2 separate regions of the Anser cygnoides genome follow, and region 1 is linked to region 2. Evidence: chromatin contacts called from public Hi-C data. All regions are on one chromosome and are shown on one strand. Each heading gives the region's core, a stretch centred on a gene start, on an enhancer-like site or on the middle of the called end of the contact. The rest is flanking DNA. Distances are from core to core; before and after follow the strand shown. Region 1 holds the start of USF3 (upstream transcription factor family member 3). Region 2 holds the start of TNFRSF1A (TNF receptor superfamily member 1A).

The links. Hi-C and Micro-C count contacts between places; a contact is called where the count stands out from the background.
Region 1: a contact with region 2 is called in a Hi-C map of liver, with 10 times the contacts expected there. The contact joins the promoter of USF3 here to the promoter of TNFRSF1A in region 2. A contact is called at or near these places in 2 of 7 Hi-C or Micro-C datasets (both in liver).

What each region holds. Positions count from the first base shown.
Region 1 is chr1:100,636,270-100,640,956 of Taihu_goose_T2T_genome, reverse strand. It overlaps USF3 (upstream transcription factor family member 3), which reads left to right and starts at 1,971. Exons shown (of 8, transcript XM_048047623.2): 1 at 1,971-2,098. NAA50 (N-alpha-acetyltransferase 50, NatE catalytic subunit) reads left to right here. Exons shown (of 8, transcript XM_048047635.2): 5 at 1-2,098.
Region 2 is chr1:100,466,084-100,471,072 of Taihu_goose_T2T_genome, reverse strand. It overlaps TNFRSF1A (TNF receptor superfamily member 1A), which reads left to right and starts at 3,210. Exons shown (of 10, transcript XM_048047600.2): 1 at 3,210-3,591. The coding sequence starts at 3,553. CTC1 (CST telomere replication complex component 1) reads right to left here and starts at 2,779. Exons shown (of 24, transcript XM_048047593.2): 1 at 2,243-2,779; 2 at 1,479-1,636. The coding sequence starts at 2,332.

The sequences.
Region 1 (4,687 bases), core at 722-3,221, 170 kb before region 2:
CAGAAGCTGGAAGACTTGCTGTACTTCAAATTGCCTCAGCATTCCAAACCATTCCGCTTATTTTGATCTCTTCGATGTTTCTTTCCTTCTCCATACTTGTCCCAATCACCTCCAATCAGTCTGTAAAATTTCAGACAACTCAGTTACTCCTTTACAGGGAAACTAGCAAATAGTCCGATTGTTCATGTTGCTTTCTTCTATAGATTAGGTGGCTCTGCTACTAGCTGAAGGCATGCAGTTACTTCCCCCGCAGTATTCAATACTCAGGTATTTACATGGTCCTTGTAACAACTTGTGGTGTGCTATGATCTCTTTTAGCACTTTGCATTTGTTTGTTACTGAGGTGATGTATTCAAAGAACAATTATAATGTCATTATCTAATTGAGTATCAACTCATTTACTTCACATGGAAAAGTGGGATTTCTTTCCTATATTGTGTATGTAAGCGTATGTGTTGGGTGTACTTTGCTTCTCTGACACTTAGTATTGGAAGGTTCATCTGTCATTCCTCATTCTTATTACCCTTACTAAACTTTACCTCACTCTACTCCCTTTTTGCAGTACAGTAGTGTTGAGGAAAGATGGACCCCCAACATAGACTTTTGTGGGACTCCACTGTTGGCTTCCCACTGACATGAAAACTCATCTCCTATTCCATACGTTCTCATTTCTGCCTTTTCATCAGATTCTAGCCCTGTGAGGATACTATCCTCTGATGTAGCTCTGATTATTTAAGTGTTTGGACAGGCATCTCTTACTTTAGGGTTCATTTGTAGTCCCTTTGGATATCCACCAAACAAATTTCCATTGCCCATGGGTTGATCTACTCTTTTTCAAGTAATCAAGTATGGTTTGGTAAGGCTTCCTTTACAAAAATGCTAGTAATGGGCATAACATACAGAAAGGCTTTGCTGGAGCTCCTCAGGGTGAGCCATTGGTAGAGTATTGTAATCTGTTCCTTGCACTAATACTTTCTCGTTCTCCAAATGTTTTCAACCCATGTAGTCCAGATGTTTTATTTTCATCCATCACCATAACAGCAAATCATCTCATCCTACCCCATGTGCAACTTCCTGAATATTTGTGCAAAAATCTATTGTTTTAACTAACAGATGTTAACGGACTGCTGATCCTAACTAATTTCCTGCTGCATGTGATTTCACCTGCGACTTTTTGCTGGCTTCTTGTAACTGTACATCAAGCGCAGAATGCACTGCACTGATGATGTGAGGATTTCATGGAGCACTCCAGGGCACTACGGGGTAGCAAAAAGTAAGCTCGTTTTTCCTGGTTTGGACGAGGGCTGCATTTTTAGGGAAAATCCTTGTTTTAAAAAAAAGCAAGGTAAGGATGTAACATATAAAGGGTAAGTGATGGGTGTGTAGGGCAGCTAATTAGGAGTGCTAATTGCAGGGGGCAGTGGGGAAGGGTAAGGAGGCAGAGGCTGGTGTTTAGTGACAGAAACAACATTTATTTTTTTTATTTTATTTATTATTTTTATTTACTTTTATTTATTTCTTTATCTCTGTCACGTAGGTATTCTGTGAACACAACGTTTTAAATGGGAGAAGAAAACAAAATTTTATTTTAACTTTGCCAGCCCACCGGCTGTGGAAGCGCTCGGAGCCAGCTGTGGTCCCGAGCCCCCCTCAGGGCCCTGTGGGGCCCGTAACGGCCGCCCGCCGGGGCGGGGCCTCCCGACAGCTGCTTCCCCTTTAAGAGCTTCCGCCCTCCCCCGCTCTCTCATTGGCCGGCCGGGGTGCCGATCTGCGGCAGTTCCTGTTTCGGCCACCTTAACTTGTTGACGGCACGCGCCGCCAGCCTCGACCCCTCCGCCCGCCGATTGGCCCCGCGCCGCCTCCGCCCCTCCCACTCCCAGCGAGCGACGCCTTCCCCCGCCCACCGCTCTTTGATTGGCCGCGGCGGCTAGACCCGCGCCGCCGGATTGGCTGCGGCGGGCCGCGCGTGCGGGCAGCAGGTTCGGGTGCGCGGCAGGGGAGCGGAGCGGAGAGGAGGCAGCGGCGGCGGCGCGGGGTGCCCGCACGGAGAATGGTGCCCGCCGTGGGGGCGCCGCCGCCCAGCCCGCCCAGCCCGCCGGTGAGGGAAGGGAGGGGAGGGGAGGGGGAGGGGAGGGGAGGGGAGGGGGAGGGGAGGGGAAGAGGGTCGCCGTTATGCCCCCCCCCGACCGTTGCCCTGAGGGAGGCGACGGTTGGAGGGCGCGCGCCGGGCTTCGGCCTGTTGCCATGGCGACGGCGGGTGCCCCCCCCCCCCCCCCAACCGGGCCCCTTTGTCCGTGAGGGGGGAACGACCGGGGCCCGGTTGTGTCCGGGGTTTATTCACGGCACGGCCCTTGGAAACCGGCCGTTCCCCTCGGGTGTACCTTCGGCTGGGGTCCTGAGGGAAGGAGGCTTGTGGGCACACCCCGAGCCGTGTCAGAATTAAAAATTCTGGCCGATTTCAGTCGGATTTGGCAGTAGCAGAGGCCTTACGGAGACGCGGGTAAGGCAGAAGGATGCGTTGGGTCACTGGCCGTAAGTACCTAGAAAATTGCGTGTCTTTATTTTTACTTTTCACATAATAGCTTAGCTTTTCTATTATATCGCATGCAGATGCGATTATTAAAAACATTAAGCAAAAGTAGCATAACGATTGCACGTTAAGCAGTCAGAAGTAGGTGATGTAAAAGCTTGGTTTGGAAACATGACTTTAGTTTCTTTTTCTCCTCCATATCCAGTGCGTTGGAGCAATGTTGCTTACGTTGATTACGTTATACGGCACTTTAACAAACCGCAGGGTGTTACTTGGCACACGTGTGCAATAATCAAACAAGCAAGAAGGAATAAATATGGAGAAATGGTCCTTAGTATTATTATAAGGATTTAGAAGTTTAATTCTGACTTACAATTACTGGTATAATAATGATCGTGCTATAATAACGATAAGTACTTTTTGGAGTGAAGTAGGTTTGACAACTGGAAATGCGTTCATCACTTAACTGGAACTAAACTTGGAAACTGTTTGTGTTCCAAGCGTGGCTTTAAGGCGGGTATGTTCAAAATAACATATCAAGTGTGTGAAGCACCATGAGAATAGATGCAACCCATGTAGTACTTGGATATTGTTTACTGCCTTTCAGAATAAGGTTATCAACACCTGGAAGGATTTTAAGAGTGGAGAGAAAACTGGTGCTGGAGCCTGGAGGAGTCTGACAGCTGTAAGGACAGAATTAGGTTGTGGGTGCGTGCTGGGAGCTTTACTCCTTTGGTTCCTGGCTTTCAAAGCAGTAAGTGTTCCCAAGAGCTGAGCGGGGACGGACTGAAGTGTCTGTTAGGTGTGTGGCGTTGTGGTGTGTGTCTGGCACGTGCCTGCTGTGTGCATCACGGGCTCGACTGTTGTAGCCGAGCGTTAGCCTTAGGCTGCGATTCCGAAGACAACACGTGAAGAAGGTGGCAAAAATTAAGCGGCAGTGTTCTGCGGACACCACGGACCGAGCTGCTCCGGCCTTTCCCCTTTCTCTTCTTGGGTCAATGTAGAGGGTGCTTCCAGCTTCTTTAAGGGGAGGAATTAAAGAGCTACTTCTGTGTGTTGTTTGTTTGTTATGATTTCAACATACTAAGAAAACAAACAACACCTCAGGCTTCCAGGTATTGAAGTCTGACAAATTAGTCAGCAGGGCGACTTGGAATTGAGCTCTATTCGCATGCACCTTTACTTTGCAAAGCGGGTTGGTGCGAAGTGTGTGGCATTATACACAGTCATCTTCAGTTTTGGCGTGAGTTAATGTAATGTATGGATTGAATTTGGATTCTAAACAGGGTAGAAGTTAAATACTCATGGAGGACATGGGTGGGGTCATGCTGAATTTGGCAAGGACAAGTCAATTGTTTAATTTTTGTATGAGTGCTTGTGTTGTTACAATAACCGTTTGGATCCAGGATGGTCTTAAAATTAACTTTGTAAATGATACATGCCTGGGGAGAAGTATAAGTAGCATTTGGTGTGAAGGGATCCTCCATGAATCACGGCTGTTTACATCTGAACTTTTAAATATATATATTATTACACTTTTGTGTGTGTGTGTATATATACTTACTGTGAAACCTATGCCACTTTGAAGGGTAGTGAATGAGTGTCACCGCACAACGTTTCAGCTGACTCTGTTTTCTGTTAAGTAACATAACACTGAACATTGTCCATGAATACCAAAATCCTGTTGGAGATGCGTGCCTAGCTGTGTGTACAAACCAGATGTTTTTAGGAAAGTGGGTATATAAACTCTGTGTGTATGTGCAGCATCTGACAGCATTAATATCTCTAAGAGTTTAATAACAGGTTGAGTTACAGTTTTTGGGCCTCTGAAGACACGTTATGCTTGTCTTCAGCTTTAAGGACTACTCGATCCTAGTATTTGGAGTCCCTTTATAACTTATTTCCTGTGCTAGCATTCTTTATCTCTGTTATATTTGTGACTCCAAGTCAAGTTCCTCAGGAACATATTTTCCTATTCTGAAGGGTATTGATCATAATGTGGTTCTGAAAAGTCGAGTGAAAACATGTTGGATTGAACCACTGAGCGGTAGGGCTTCCCTTTTTTCAGAATGTAGTAAAGCTTGTAAAGATCATAGCTCCCTGATGAAGCAACACTGTGCAGTGCCACGCTTATATAATGGCAACGTAACTCCATGG
Region 2 (4,989 bases), core at 1,961-4,460:
GACTGACCACGGTACCGAATATGGGAGAACAAGACAGCATCCTCACTGGACCGTAACCTGGCTGTCCGTGCTAGAGAATTAACAAAAGTCCTCTGTCCATGCAAACAGCAATACTGTAAGAGCTATTAGTATTGCCAGTCTCTGGCTAGTGATTTGGTACTTGTTTCCAGTGAGGTTGGCTGACAATTTCAGGTTGTGAAACTGCAGCTGTATTCGCAACACCCACTTCTTCAGGAGCTGAAGATAACCACATTCAGAGAATATGAATTTGAAACATTTCACTTGATAAGTCAGGTATCAATAGTTCAAAGCCAGAAACTTGTCTAGACAAGTGATGGGTCTGCATAAGCTATAAACAGTACTTGTATAAAAAAATAATCAGAAGAGGTAAACGTGTGTAGGTACTTGTGTATTTGGCAGGAACCTCAACTGTAAAGGATTAGCTGAAAAGGATGTAAGCAAACTGCTGCATCCTCAGAGATACAGCAAAATTGGGATTAATACTGATGCCTATGGTCTACAAGCAGAATACAGTGCTGTTCATGTTTTCATTATGAGTGTTGATTGCTTTTTGGATAAACCAAAACTAAAGGAGTACGCTGGATCCTTGCTATCGTATGCAAGTAACTAGTGAACCCTCCTCTGGTGCTCCAGAACTCAAAGGATAACTGTGGACACCATATGCTTACAAGCAGCCCAGTAGCCTCTCACACAAGCCAGGGGCTTTAACAAATGTTCCCCCATCATGAGTTGGAGACGGCAGAAATAGATCCAGGTGATCCAGACCATCCAACGTGGACCCTTTTCAGCAAGCTGCATGCTTTTCACGATGGTAAAAATACAAAAGGCTTCCACCTACTAAAACAAGGACCACGCTATCCTAGATTCCCTCTTCACAAACCTCAGCGGGCTAACACTGACAGATATCAGTGCAGCCTAGCGGGATCCAGCTGCGCACCATCCAGCTCTCAGCGAGATGCCCCACTTCGCTTCCGCGCCCTCCCTACCGCAGACTAGCGGATACGGTGCTTAATCATACCGCAAGAGCGATCGGGGGCACGTCGAAGCCAAGAGGACGCGTGCGGTTACCCGTCTTCGACAACAGCCCTCCCACCCCCAGCATCCGGGGCGGGCTGCGCAGCGCTGCTTTGGCTGCTGCTGCTGCTGGTTGTGGTGGCGGTGCTGCTGGGGACGCTGCTGGTGGTGCTGCTGCTGCTGCTGGTCGTGGTGGTGGTGCTGCTGGGGATGCTGCTGGTGGTGCTGCTGCTGGTCGTGGTGGTGGTGCTGCTGGGGACGCTGCTGGTGGTGACGGTGCTGCTGCTGCTGGTCATAGCGGTGGTGCTGGTTGTGGTGCACCCCCAGCCCGGCTCCGCGCCCCCCGGCTGCACCCGGAGCCTGGTGGGCGGTGTCTCCTCCTCATGCCCGACACCCCCCCATGTCCCCCGTCCCCAGCCCCGTCCCCGGTCCCGTCCCGTCACCTGTAGCCGAGCGGCAGCTCCCCGCGGCCCGCTCTCCTCAGGCACCGCAGCACCGCGTCCAGCTCTGGTGACGGCGGCGGCTCCGCGCCGCCCGGCTCCTGTCGGGTTGGGAGCGCTCGGCGGACGAAGTCCCCGGCAGCCTGCAGCCAGCGGCGCTCCTGCGGAGAAGCAGACACACGGGGCCTCAGCGCGGCGGGGCCGGGGGACCGGGCGGCCCGGGGAAGCCCGGGGCTCCCTCACCGCCGCGCTGGGCTCCGCCATGATGGCGGCCGGGCCGCGGTACCACGGCAACGGGGCGGCGGCGGGAAGCGCGCGGGGCCCGCCGGGAGCTCCCCCCCCCGCCCCGCTCCAGTCCTGTGTGTGGAGATTTGCTTTGGGGGGGGAATAATTTCTCTGACACTCGTGCTGTTCTGGTGAAGTGGCTTTTTTCTTTTTTGGAAGGCCGAAGGGCCGTGCAGAGCGATGCCTCATGCACTCGTGTGATGGTCTGAGGTGAATGTGAACGCTCCGCGAGAGCTGTGGTTTCCCCCTCCTCGTTCCATCTCTCCCTTTAGGAACGGGTGTTGTGTTGTTCTTGGTCAAGGCAAGGGAACGAGCCAGGCAAAACTTGGTAAACCTCTTCCATCCCTACCCCTGGAGGTGGCCACTGCCAGGTGAAAGGCAGCCTGGCCATCTCCAGCCCTGCAGGAAGCTGCTGCGGACCAGCCGGAGCCGGCCCCGAGGCTGAAGGGAGCGGAGCCATGAAGCTGCGCTGCTCTGGTTACCTTGTGCCGTGCACGTGCCGCTGCTGGCTTCTGTACAGCAGATAAGCAAGCCCGGAGTACAAACAAGAGCGTGGAGATGTTTGGCTTCATCTGAAACAATTCAAGGAAGGCCCAGTGTTGATTTTATGCATGTCTGGGGCTTCTGCATGTGAAACGGGAATGTTCTTCCAAAACAAAGCTTAGTAGCTCAATCGAAAGACCTCTGAGTGCAGTACAGAGATAACTGCAGAAAATGGGAGGACGGTGCCCTGTCACAAACCCTCCCCATGGCAGACTGTCCCCTGTCCCTGGTAAATGGGTGCAGCAGCTGTCCCACTCGTGGTCCCTCCTGTTCATGACACCTGTCTCTTGAAGTAGCAATGGCCAACGCTGGTCATCCTCAGCAGGCGAGGGGCAGGAGCAGATATACAAAGAATAAAAGTTACCTCAGGAGCAGAAATGGCTCTGCAACATGAGGGTGAGGCTTTAGGAACAGCAAATAAAACAGAGTTCTTTATCATTTAGCCACTTATTCCTCACTGTGTACGTTATTTTTCATTATATTTAAAACACTACCTTTAGAAACACGTATTAAGCAGAGCTCATCCAGAATACTGCCTACACTGCATCATTACATTACTTCCCACTGCCCCTGCAGCTGCTTCACTGAAATGTACAGGAAGACATATACTTCACATTAAAAGGTACAGGGCATATACACTCCAAATATGCTACTCTGGGCTGATAAATGCATTTCTTAAAAGTACTTATGTGCTTACAATGTAGTTAAGGGGCAAAGAGTTCCCTTACAGCTGCAGGGTGAAGCTCCACACGAACTTGCACTAAGTAAGGCTGAAACGGCTTTATATCAGGAAATTTTAAGATTACAGCGAGCCTCCTTTTCCGTGTATTTTCCGGCCGTCTCAGTCACACGACACCACCGACCGGTTCAGATTTTTAAGGAACACGCGTGCTGCCGGGCACCCCGGCGGCACACAGACGCCTCCGCCGCCCGCGCTGAACTTCGCCTGATCTGCCTTCAGAGCCAAGGCTGCCCCGGGAGCCCCAACCGGGAGCCGAGCCCCAACCGGGAGCCGAGCCCCGGCTGCCCGCCCCCGGGGGCGGCCCGGGGGTCGGGGCGGCCGTGCTGGGGCCGCCCTCCGCCGCCCGTCCTCCTCGCTGCCGCCGAGCGCAGCCTGCGGCAGGAAGCGGGAGCCGGGCCGGGCTCGCTCCGCGCTGCTCCGCCCGGGGCTGGGCTGGGCTGGGCTGGGCTGGGGCCGCTTCTCTGATCGCCGGGACCCTGCCATGGGGACGTAGCGGGCGGCGGAGCCATGCCCGGCGCGGCGCTGCCCCGCAGCTCGCTATGCACGGTAAGGCACGGCGGGGCTCGGCTGCGGGCGGCCCCGGAGCTGAGGGACGGGTGGGGGCCGGGAGTCCGGGGGGGGGTCTCCCTGTGCCCCGGGTCCGCGGCCGGTGTCGGTGCTGCCGCTCCTCGGGGCCCCGCTCCTCCCCGCCCGCTTTGGGCTGCCGCTGCCCGGGGGCTTGCCTTGCCCCGGGGGAGCCATTTTCTCCCTCAGGGGGGAAGGCAGCGGGAGGCGCGGGGCAGCGGGGACGGGGCTGGCGCCCGGTGCCGTTTCCGGGATTTATCCTGACTCAGGGAAAACGCCGCTGGATTTACGGGAACGGCCGGCGGTTTTCCCGGAGGCCCTTAACTCCCCACGTACCGAGGGGCTGGCTCTGGCGGCAGGCAGCCCCCGGGCGGCCTGGGGTGCTGCAGTAACCTCGGGGAGGGGCGACTGGGATCCCTCAAACAGGGATCGGAGGGCTCTGCCCCCACCCCGAGCTTGGGGCTGCTCAAACAGCGAGTTTGCGTTTGCTGTTGAGATTTCTTCTAACTTCTCGGCTGTCCGGGGTCGAGGTGGCTGAGCCCTTCTTCGCAATTTCGCGGGAGAAAAGGTTGTTTTTGGAAGAAATCTGAGAGTTTCGTGACTAAGCTGGCTGATGGGGGTGGACGGCCGTGCGGTATCGGGCGTGTGATAGCGACCGGGAGCGTATCGTTTCGTGATAACGCGATGATGCGGGTTTGACTCGCAAGTGGGTTTGGCTGTCTCTGAGAAGTTGTTCCGTGTGTTTACGCTGAGAGTCTGCCTGTCCTGCAGCTTCTTGCCTTTCTTTATTTAAGCGTGATGTCACGGCTTTACGTTATGGTATAGAATTTGCAAGATCGACCTGTTTGCCCCTGAATACCCGAGCTTTCTAGTAACAAACGCTTGCACTTGACTGCTCTAGACTTATAATGCTGGGTAACTTGTTCATTTGCCATCAGACAGTTGTGTCTACCCAACTCAAAGGTACCTTCTTCCAGAAGTTTTCATTTCTGCTCGTGGAAGCTTTTGGAAACCAGTTACACAACTTGTGCTGGCGAGACAGCACAACTAAAGCTGCGGACTGGGAGCACTCCGTGCCTTAACCCTGCCTGTGGATCACTTACATCTCGGGACCTAGACAGGGCATGTGAACTGCTGAAGTAACTTGCATTTAGATTTTAAAGCAGTTAGCAAACCCGAATAAGTGTATTTCTGTCTTCATGATGGCGGTGCACATATTTTGCTGTAGTTCAGATGCTATATGTGATATTACTGACATTATTCTCAGCAAAACGCACAAAATTTCTGAATTCCTTAATCTTTATGTTGTCCTTAGTTAAATAATATGTTACAGGAAGAGCGCCCTTTAGTAGGATTTCTTTTTCAGGACATTTTTTCCCT